Regions from separate parts of the Mus musculus genome. Here all the other regions are linked to region 3. A link is a contact called in public Hi-C data. All regions are on one chromosome and are shown on one strand. Each heading gives the region's core, a stretch centred on a gene start, on an enhancer-like site or on the middle of the called end of the contact. The rest is flanking DNA. Distances are from core to core; before and after follow the strand shown. Region 1 has its middle 480 kb from the start of Gm24127. Region 2 has its middle 710 kb from the start of Gm24127. Region 3 holds the start of Pcdh9 (protocadherin 9).

Region 1 (3,902 bases), core at 974-3,473, 2.0 Mb before region 3:
ACACACACACACACACACACACACACACACACATATATATATATGTGTTTGAAATAGGTACAAAAAGGCCTAAATTAAGATTGATTAATATTAACTACTTCACAGGCTTACCATATTTGCCAATTTTGGGGATGAAACATTTAAAATTTATCATTTGTGAGTTTCAAGGATGGCATGAAAGATTTATTTCCACAATTACTATGTTCTGGAATTTCTGGCAAAATTTCTGAAATATTTCATGACAGAAAACATATGATGGTTTTTAATTTTACAGAAAGAACCAAAGAATTCAATAAAGTGAACATTTATATTCTTAGACATTAAAGAAGTGTTATCCCTCCTCTCATGGAATTGGAAAACAAAACTGAAAAAAATACACTTTTATGTTAGACATGGTAGCGGAAAGGTTGATTTTTTTTTTAAATAAACCACTACAAAAATTATTATTGAAGCAAAATACTACATTTCAGGTTCTGTCCTTTATTGATCTTATCTTGAGTCTTATTTTTTGTTACACTTCTGCATGAATGGTGTCTAATACTACTAAGTGTACATTCCTGATTGTCTTTAGGCTGAAGTGGTTCTGAAAAGACTATGAACCTAGAGCAGTTTTAATCTATTTTGTTATCAGTGCACAATAGCAGGGGTTCTACTAAAATTTGTATTCCCTCACTGGATGAGAAGAAAATCCCTAAGTTTTATTAATACATGAATAATGATGTGTACCCCAGCTCTACACACACACATGTGTGTGTGTGTGTGTGTGTGTGTGTGTGTGTGTGTGTATTTGTGTGTGGTACTCAATTTTAGAATGTATGTTCATTTATACATTAAAATTTTGAAAAACTCTTAAATTTTATATATTAAGTAATACTTTAAGTGACACATTTTCTTTTGGTTGTTTTTTAAGAAAATGTAAATTTATGGAACCTTTCTCACTTGATATCATGTTTTCATTTCTAGAAAGTTCCAGAATTTCTAAATTATTTTAATACTGGGTATTTGCTTCACGTTGGGTGCCATCTATAGTGGGAGTTTTAACTATGCCAAGTTGGCTCCCTGTAGACATATCTGCCCAGTAAATATTTTTGGATTCCAAATGTAACACATATACAAATTAATTTATTTTTAAAACCCTTGTCTACCTCAAAGGCCTGAACCTTCCCCTGTAAATCCAGGCCCTATCAGGGAAGTGGCCAGTGACCATTTAAATCTAACATAGCTGATTGGCTTTATCTCCTGTCACTATTGTGTTCCATACTTGGTTTTCCAAGTCATGGTAAATTTTTCTCCTTCCTCTCTGCATCCTCATCTGCACAACCCTGTGCCCAAACACTGACCGTTGGCATCTTCATTGATCGATCAGAAAACAATGAGGTCAAAAAAACCTTTAGAATTTGGGCATGCAGATTTCTGATTAAATCACAGTATTAGAACCAATCTCCAGTAAAAAGCCGTTTAGAGAGAATTACAAATACCCCTCACTTTATCTATCTACACAAATAGATACATAACCTTATATTTTATAAAATGTCTTATTGTATAGCCCTGGTAGCCTGGAACTTCAAATGTCAACTGGGCTGACCTAACCTCTTGGAAATCCAACCTATTTTTTTTTATCATCTCTAATGCAAAGATTAAATGCCTACATCACCAAAACCTGTCAGATGAATGGTCTTAATTATTAAGTTTAATATCTTTATACACTATAAGAAATATATACATTCATTCTTGAAAAGAACAGAGAAGCTAAGCATGTTAAAGCATTTCCTAAGCTCTGACATTGTATCAATGGCAAAAATCTGACTTAAAACCAGGGCATCTGACTCTACAACTCAAATTCTTTCCTATGCTGAAAGCAGGCCAAGGGTTTCTGGCTCAGTGACTCTAAGAAAGCAGCTGCTAAATGAAGATCATAGACATTTCTCCCTGTGATGCACAAAAGAAAGCTGTTGTTCCTGCTGTTCTTCCCTTGCTCGCATGTGGGGCCGCACGCACCCGCACAGATCTGAAAAAGTTTGTCCTCGATTGTATCCATCCAGTTCTCTAGGGGCATTGATGGGGTGGAGGGTGAAGCATCAGATAACAGACGTGTCAGGGACACAGATGTGTTTCCAGATTAGTCAGGAGGCATTACAGGCACAAAGAAATGCCATCTAAAAGGGAAGGACAGCAGATTGCTTCCTCACGGTCAAGACAGTAGGGCTCCTCTTGTCTTATCTTCAGGTTTTGGCAACCCAGCTTGGTTTCCCTGGATACAAGAGCTACTCTGCTTAGCAGGACTGAATCATCAAGTGTGTTGAATTTGTTCAGCTTGTCTTACGAAGGACAAACGCTCCCTGTAGAATGTGAGACATTCTATTTTTAAGAAAGTGAACAAAAATAAGATGACATGTAAAACACTGAGTAGGGCCGTGATATCTAGTTTGATCTTATAGTACTGTTTATTTTAAAAGTAAAGAAGTCACCCTGAGTATATTACAATTCTCTAGCCTTTAGGAATAAAAGGAACCTTAAGTAGAATTATGATTGTAGTTTTCAAAGTCTTTAACTGGGACTTGTGGCTCTTCATTACATAATTCATCCATATCACATATAATAATGTCATGTATATTCTATTTCCTGCATTTTTCAGTGTGAAGTTTCTTCACAATTAACCAAACCACAAAAGTATGAACAGTGTCACTTCTACCATCTTAACTCAAGCTCATCCACCCCCATAAGCTCCTGTATATGATTTGTACAGTATGTTAGCTTCATATTGGTTGGTCTTTAACATAAATTATTTTCAGTTTTAGAAAGATAATAGTTAAACTAAAAGTATGTCAGACACATAATTTTTACATAAGAGGCTAAAAGATAATAAAGAATATGGAAAATTCACAGCCATAACAATGGATTTGAGTATATATTTGGGTCCTGATGAAAAGTGGTCAGCATACTCACATTGTGTGAAAATGTCATGGATAGCTTGAGCTTGAGCTATCTGATAGCGCTGAACTCCTAGGCAATCTGATATAAGGGTCTTAGGGTGAGGCAGTAAAGACTTTTAGTATGACAAAATACTTAGGTTGGTAACAACAGAATATCAATTCTTCATTCGTACCCTGGAGCTCTTGACTCTAGCTGCATATGTATCAAAAGATGGCCTAGTCAGCCATCACTGGAAAGAGAGGCCCATTGGACTTGCAAACTTTATATGCCCGAGTACAGGGGAACACCAGGGCCAAAAAGTGGGAGTGGGTGGGTAGCGGAGTGTGGGGGGAGGGTATGGGGGACTTTTGGGATAGCATTGGAAATGTAAATGAGGAAAATACCTAATAAATATATATATATATATATAAAGAATGACTCACTGCAGCTTGATGAAAAGAGTGTTAGGGATTCAATCTCCTTTTTGATGATAGGGTCGAATTAGACAAGCACATTTTACTGAGAGTCTCTACACTAGTTTGGATTGAGAACAGTGCATGAAATACAGGTCTTTTTAAAATGGAAATGATCTATGTTAAGAAAGAACAGTTGCACAGATATTAGCTTACAACCCAGGCCCTCTGAACATCAGGTGTTTGTCATCCCTCTGTACTGCGGGACCTGAAATCATCACAGAATTTTAATGTTGTATTCCCTGCAGAGAACAACATTATGATCATTCAGATTATACATGTTTCTTGGGTAACAAAGAGACTCATCACTCACAATCAGAGACTATGTCTCTAAGAGTCAGGAGAGCTATGTGTCTAATGTTAGAAAAGAAAAAAAAATGAACCAAGAAGCCTGCCATATACTACAGAATATACATACTTTACCTATGACTTTTTTCATTACATCTGTATATTAATGAGTGAAGCTTAATACTCTAGAGAAGAAATGTTTAGTTTATGTTTAGTTTAAAAATAAAA
Region 2 (3,405 bases), core at 383-2,882, 2.2 Mb before region 3:
TCCATTTTAGCTGCCACAAGCATAGCAGTAATTCACAATTATAATATTCCTTTGGAAATATTTGGGAATATTAATAGTAAAACAATTTTCTAATCCTATGTTTTCAGCCATTTATGAAACTAGGAAGACACTTGCTAAAGTTCTGCATGTGATCATCCAAGCTATTTATCAGTTTTATTCATCACACAACTCAATGTCTGTGTTAGGAATGCTACTAATGTGATGAAACATCATGACCAAAAGAAACTGAGGAGGGAAAGGTATATTTCACTTGACACTTTCACAAAATTGTTCTTCACTGAAGGAAATTGAGTCAGGAACCTGCAGGCAGGAGCTGATGCAGAGGCCGCACAGGTGTGAAGCTTACGGGTTTGCTCTTGAGAGGCTGTTCATTATGGTTTCATATAGAAACCAAGAAGGCCAGCCAAGGATTCCCATCACTCAAAGTGGGCTGAGCCCTACAGGCTTGCCTGCCTATCGAGCTCAATCTTATGGAGACACTTTCACAAGAGAATTTCCTTCTGCTCAGATGTTTTTAATTATTGCCAAGCTGACATAAAGCTATCCAGGAAGCCCACATGTGTTACTGCAATGGTCATGGCAATTATTTTACAGAAATTATTTTATTCTCTGATAAGGGGTCAGACTTTCTCTTTTTAGCTCTTAACACATTTTCCAGAAATCCTTGTATTCAAGAATTCAGAAATTCTTGTAAAGTCAGAAAGGCTCTTTTTTCTCTTAGTTCTTTTCCTGTGACGATATCCTCAGCTTGGAAGACAGAAAGGACAAGAACTCATGAAGCAGTACATGAAAATTATATTGGGTTAAGTAAGTACTAGGGGAAAAAATCCTATGACAACTAAAATAATTAAAAAAGAAATTTCATAAGAGTTCTTCACTTTTAAATGGTTTTTATTGTCTATTTTAAATTGTTTTCTTTATATTATGTGAGTTTGAGACAAGGTCTTGTATGCTGTAACAAAAGTTGACATGGAACTCACAATGTAGCCTAGGCTAGATTCAGACTTTTAGTAATCTTGCTATCTCAGACTTTAGAATGTTGAATTTACAACTGCATATCATTACACTTAGAATACATAATTGACAGTAAGTAATTCTGGAAATTCAATTTTATCTAAAGAACAAAAGATTGCATCTTTCTTCAAGTGTTTCACACTCTCATGTTAATTATTCGCTTTCTTAGCATCATAAAAACTGCATTTCTCTTGACACTGTTATACAAATGATCTGATTAAACACATAGATGTGTGAATTATATCTCCCTTAACACGTTCTGCAGTGTGTGATTATTTATTGGATACCTGTGTATAGTGTATGAATATCTGGGTAAATACTCCCAATTGACAAATGTGTTCAAAGTTTAGATAGAATCTCTGTAAGGAAACAAATTAACCCGGAGACCTCTAAGACATTCGAAAATTTCCATAAAGAAATGTCCTTCACAAGAAACAGATTTTCTATTCACAGCCTCAGAGTGCCAGTAAGTAGGACAGAATTGATCAAATTTCCCCACATTTCCATTCAGGATTTTAAATTCATGATGTCATAGAAGCACCACAGCCAAGGTGTAGCTACTATTCTCATTTCAGCTAAATGAGATCCTTATGTCTCTTCCTTATTCATGGACCATAAGGAATCAGCTGGAAATGGCAGGAGCAGATGGGGGTAAGTATTGAGTGCCAAGTGAATATTTTTACTTCATGAGAGGAAGGTTTAGTTTTGAACATATGAATGTCAGCCAAAGGCTTTGGAAAATACTTTGTCATAGACCTTGAGACCATAGTGAGAGCTGGAGATTACAAAGAGTATTTATTATAAGCAATCATAAGGGCTTCCCGAACACTGTTAGTGTGGTTATAATCATTCATTTGTGTGGATAACAAAATACATTAGAGGTTTTTCTTTTTCTCTCACTTTTATTTGTATCTTCTGAGGGAGCTCAACTGCAAGATTGAAACCTCTGTCTTATGTATGTGGATTGAAATGAATTCATATGAAATGTCCTGAGGGAGACTATTTAATGAAGACTTGGATCACAGCACCAGAAAAGGAAACGCATCACACAGAGTATAGCTTATTTTTAATCCCACAAATGTAGCAATCCTGTCATCTTCAGAGTCACAAACAAGTCCCTAGCATTCTTTATATGGCTAGAATTTTCCATGAAACAGTTATGTGAGTGAAGATGCTGCCTTGCAAATCAGACACTTTCATAAATAAATATTATTTTCTTAAAGTAATTTATCTCATTTATCAGAAAGTTTAAATTTGAGACTCTTTTATTATTGATGCTGTGTCTACATCTGTGTGGTGTTGTTCACAGTAAAGATACCCTATTGGCTGGTCTGTATATTGATGGTTAGTAGAATTATAACAGAAGCCATTTTCAGGATAGTAGTTAGCATGTCTTTAGAACTTACAAGGTTTCAAACCCTATTCTAAATAATTTTAATTATTTATTTCAAAAATCAAGATTAAGAAGATGATGGCATTGTTCACTTCATTCAGAGAAAAGTGTACTATTAGAAAATAAATGTTTTCTCCATCGTCAATTTCTAATGAATGATTAAATTTCATTCTCTATGAAGACAATTTGTCTCAGTATCACACCTAGTAAGTCAACATTTAGCATATTTGATGTAGTAATAACTTAAGTAGTGGTGAAAAATAATTTATAAGAAACATAGAGAGCATATGAACATTTTAAAATATGCAAACCAACAAATACTCGAATAATTGGATACACAAGAAAATTCTGTATTTTTTTATTATCAGATATTTTCTTTATTTACATTTCAAATGTTATCCCCTTTCCCAGTTTCCCTCCCTCCCAGAAACACACTATCACATCCTCCTTCCCACTACTTCTATGAGGGTGTTTCACATCCACCAGCCCACTCCCACTTCCTTGTAAACCAAATAAAGGTAATGTGTTTTTTTTTTATAGAAATTAAGCAAATATTTCTTTTACTTGCTACTGAGAGGTTAAGAAGTCACCTTAGCAGTGATAAATAGCTTTATTTTATCAATTTCATTTGGTTATTTTATTTATTTATATTTCAAATATTATCCCCCTTCCTGCTTTTCCCTCTAAAAACATCCTATCCAACCCCTGCTTCTATGAGAATGCTTCCCCACTTACCAACCCACCAACTCTGCCTCACTGCCCTAGCATTCCCCCATGCTGGGGCATCAAGCCTTCACAGGATCAAGGGACTCCCATCCCAATGATACCAGATAAGGCCATCCTTTGCTACATATGGATAAATGGCTTTATAACATCAGATAGTTTTCCTCTCTCCAGAAAGGACTAATTTCACTTGACTTAGTATAAATAAGAGTATTTGGGGGTCAGGCAGCATGAGAGGACACGTTACCAAATTA
Region 3 (3,443 bases), core at 280-2,779:
TTTGGTTTTATTATAACACTGTTTAATTCAAAGTGTGCATTCTTATTTTGCTTTCCCACACACCCCCCACCCCCATTTAACCCTCCTCCTGGTCTCTAGCCCACCTCCCCTAGTTGTTTGCGATGGAAAGAGCTCAAGTATTTAGCTATGATTGCTGCCAACTGCTTTGTCACATGTTAGATATGATGTGTTTTCTTCTCTGCCACACTGAGTCATCTCCTCCTCTCAAAAGACTGCTTTTCCTTCCTCCCAGTTCTTCAACTGTCTCATAATCCAACCCTCCTGGAAAATGAGCATTCGGACATGCTGCTGCAGCCGCAGCAACAGCAGTAGTCACTGGCCACTAAGGGTTCTCATTGCCTCAAAGCACAAAACCAAGACTTGGCATTTCTTCCTCGGAGGGTGCTCTCCTTTCTCCATATTTCCACATTGCCCCCGTTGAGATAAATAAACACATTAAAACTTTTTAAAAAACGTATCCTAATAGACAATTGCTTATCACAGAGGTGGACCAGCATGCCGGGATGGAAGTGAAACACAGACAACATTCCTATGTAACATCACGGTATTTTTTTTTCTATTGAGCATAAAAGAACAAAAATGCAGTTTCTTAATCCGGTGTCTCATTAGAATATTAGTAACATTTGCTACACATAAATACCGCAACCCGGTAACACACGTAGAAGAACTTCCGCTCAGATGCCCCTCTAACTGCAGTTTAAATGGGTGCAAGGCTCCAGGCAGCTACCCACCCGGAGTAAGACTGGTCAGCTCCCAGGCTCTAATCTTATCTGCATTAGGCTACACAGTAGCTGATGCCCGCGATTAGTTCCAGCTGAGTGGTGCAGGTGGGGATGCAGATACAACCCAGTAGGCGAGCTCTACCCTAGCCAGCTACCCAATTACAAACACCTCTCATCTACGCCGAGGACACAACTAAAGACGGTATTTCGAATTGTTAATGCGAAACTTTACACTTACATTAGTTGCCTCAACCTTGCCCCTTTCCCGGTAGGCTGCAGTTAAGAAGGATTTGCTCCAACACATAGAAAGCCATGCATCTGGTAGCACCAGTTTGGGGAGAATTCAGAAGCAGCAAAACGTTTTCTCCTTGTAAAATGTGTGGCTTCGGGCTGGCAAATTAGCAACTCCCGAGAACAAATTCACAGATTTGTCGTTAGTCATTCTCTCCACATTTCCTCGCTTTTACCCACTGGGTCTGGGCTCTTCTGGTATTTAACGCACACCACATCCAATTGCACTTCTTCAGCTCGGGAGTGTATCCCACCGCATCCAGCCTACCATTTGCATCCGATGGCAATACTGCTGAAGTCTCTAACTTCTAGTAGGAAACGTCAGAGTTGGGTGATGGTGATTTTCTGGATGTTTTCCCGGGGTGCCAATTGCCCGGCAAATTCTTAATCCGTGAGTCCTTTCGCGCTTAAGAGACTGAGGCTCTCCATCCTACCTCGCGTACTCTTCGTTTTTCCCTTCTCTTCTGCCCCCCTCTCCTTCTCCCTCTCCTCTCTCTCCTCTCTCTGAACTGAATTTCTTGATATAACTCTCAATAAGCCCAGAGGGAGGGCGTGACGACCGAGGCCCCACCTCCGGGTCCTGATTGGCCAGCATCTTGCAGTGCGGGAGGCTGCAGAGGGCTGCGGGAGGGGGCGCGGAACAAGGCGCTGACTGTCTTCAGCCTCCCCCTCCCCAGCGCCCCTCGGCAGCCGCGAAAACCTGGAGGAACGATCCCGGTCCCGGGAGAGCTGTTTTCAGGACGCGCACTGAGCATGCCCGGCAGGGGCCAGCACCCGGGGTGGCTCGGGAGCTCTGGAGCTCTTACCCAGCTTGCGGCGGCGGAGCCAGGGCGGTGCGGTTGCACCGGAGCGAAACCCGGGAACCTAGATTCTCGCCACCGGGTGGTGAGGGTCATTGAGGCCGCTCTTCTCTTGATGCATTTCTGTCTGCAAAGTGGAAAGGGCTAAATTGCAGAGATGGCTGAGACGCGCAGCCACCCCTCAGTGAGGAGTTTTGGCCAGCAAATCCTGGAGCGCATTAAACCATTAAACCGGCTCTGTGCCGGGTGCTGCAAATTGAGGCATTTGCTGGCAGGGACATCCGAAGGAAGGGCGAGGAGGGCGGAGAGCTAAAGATAGGGCAGTAGACATTTGAGTCTCGGTGGAAAATGGAAAGAAAATTAATCTGGGCTTTTACTGCGTGCAGGGTCACTGAAAGTGCCTGGGGAAAAGGTACGTTGTAGCTGGGGTCCCTGGGCGCAGCCACGGACAGTTTGCTGAGCAAGAAGTCTCCTTTCCTGGGATCTGATCGGAGCTTAGGCGCCTGGTCGTGGCAGAGCCTCTGTCGTTCTTTTGCCTCGCAGGGAACCCGGAAAACCTAGCTCTCTGGAACGAAGGCTTCATCTGAGCCTGCTGTCAGCTCACCTATGTGCGAACTTTGCTTCCGTCTGGCTTGAAGGAATCCCAAGCAGCTGTTAGCCAAGCTGCAAAGCTCCTTTCCCCCTTGCCACTTACTGCTGGACACATTTCCCTGCCAGGCATGGCCCTGACTTCAGCTCTGTAGTACATCCGCACAATCTTGTTTCTCATTTTTATACCAGGGCTGGATGGGATACTTCAGAAAGGGTCACCCTGATTTCTGTCATATTCCCTCAAAGCCTCACTCATCTTTAAAAACCAGTAAGTTAGGAAGGTTTGGCAGCACCGGTGCCAGACAGGTGCCTGAATAAAGTTTGATATAAAACCCTATTAGTTAAGTAACAAATCCCCACCTGAATGGTAATATAAAGGTGATCTGAGGTCTTACAGCATGGTTGACTTTTGCTAACTTGGACGAAGAATACAGGGCATTTATTCTAAACCTTGTGTTTCTCACACTGTGGCAGGATGTAATGGCTTTAAATTCGGGCTTTTTAATTTGGGAGAATCTCACGTTTGTGACTATTGATACTTTTTTTTTTAAAAAGCATGAACATTTAATTTTTGATAACCAAGTTAAAAGTAAAAAACAAATCACAAATCAAGCCTTCCAAGTCTCTAGTGTGTAATCTGAAATTTAGCTGTCTTGTTTGGCATCACCGTTTTCTCATATAAAAACGTAATTCCCATTTAATATTAAAACTTTACCTTAGGTGCATCCTCACAGTAAAATCTCAATGTCTAAAAGTTCACCGTGCAATCTTCCAACCTCTTGTGCTGTAAGATATTTTTCCTTATAGGCAGTATGTTGATGGTGCTTGCACTCAGTCAAAAGGTAATAAATTAATATTTAATGTGATTAGGATGAACAAGGTTTAAAGAAAGAAGACCCCTATGTGTCCGGATGTCAGGAGGACGAAAACAACCTCCCCAAACAGCTCTGGTGAATTAGAGGTTCGTTCTTTTCATTGCACTGCGGTGAATGATCTTGTGCCATTCACAAAACTGAAG

The links. Hi-C and Micro-C count contacts between places; a contact is called where the count stands out from the background.
Region 1: a Hi-C map of cortical neurons shows a contact between it and region 3, with 3 times the contacts expected there. The contact joins the enhancer-like site here to the promoter of Pcdh9 in region 3. A contact is called at or near these places in 1 of 39 promoter capture datasets (hippocampal neurons), 2 of 484 Hi-C or Micro-C datasets (cerebral cortex and cortical neurons) and 2 of 115 datasets of contacts at active chromatin or transcription factors (astrocytes and stem cell-derived neural progenitor cells).
Region 2: a Hi-C map of cerebellum shows a contact between it and region 3, with 2.5 times the contacts expected there. The contact joins the enhancer-like site here to the promoter of Pcdh9 in region 3. A contact is called at or near these places in 1 of 39 promoter capture datasets (hippocampal neurons), 1 of 484 Hi-C or Micro-C datasets (cerebellum) and 2 of 115 datasets of contacts at active chromatin or transcription factors (embryonic forebrain and stem cell-derived neural progenitor cells).

What each region holds. Positions count from the first base shown.
Region 1 is chr14:91,887,293-91,891,194 of GRCm38.p6, forward strand. No RefSeq gene overlaps it. Among named protein-coding and RNA genes, the nearest start is that of Gm24127, 480 kb to the right of the region's middle. Within about 2 kb of position 2,224, at least 17 of the 459 cell types and tissues checked have an H3K27ac peak or open chromatin away from gene starts, as enhancers often do. A contact at or near this core is called in cortical neurons, where this site is marked.
Region 2 is chr14:91,657,584-91,660,988 of GRCm38.p6, forward strand. No RefSeq gene overlaps it. Among named protein-coding and RNA genes, the nearest start is that of Gm24127, 710 kb to the right of the region's middle. Within about 2 kb of position 1,633, at least 6 of the 459 cell types and tissues checked have an H3K27ac peak or open chromatin away from gene starts, as enhancers often do. A contact at or near this core is called in cerebellum, where this site is marked.
Region 3 is chr14:93,889,140-93,892,582 of GRCm38.p6, forward strand. Pcdh9 (protocadherin 9) reads right to left here and starts at 1,530. Exons shown (of 5, transcript NM_001081377.3): 1 at 982-1,530.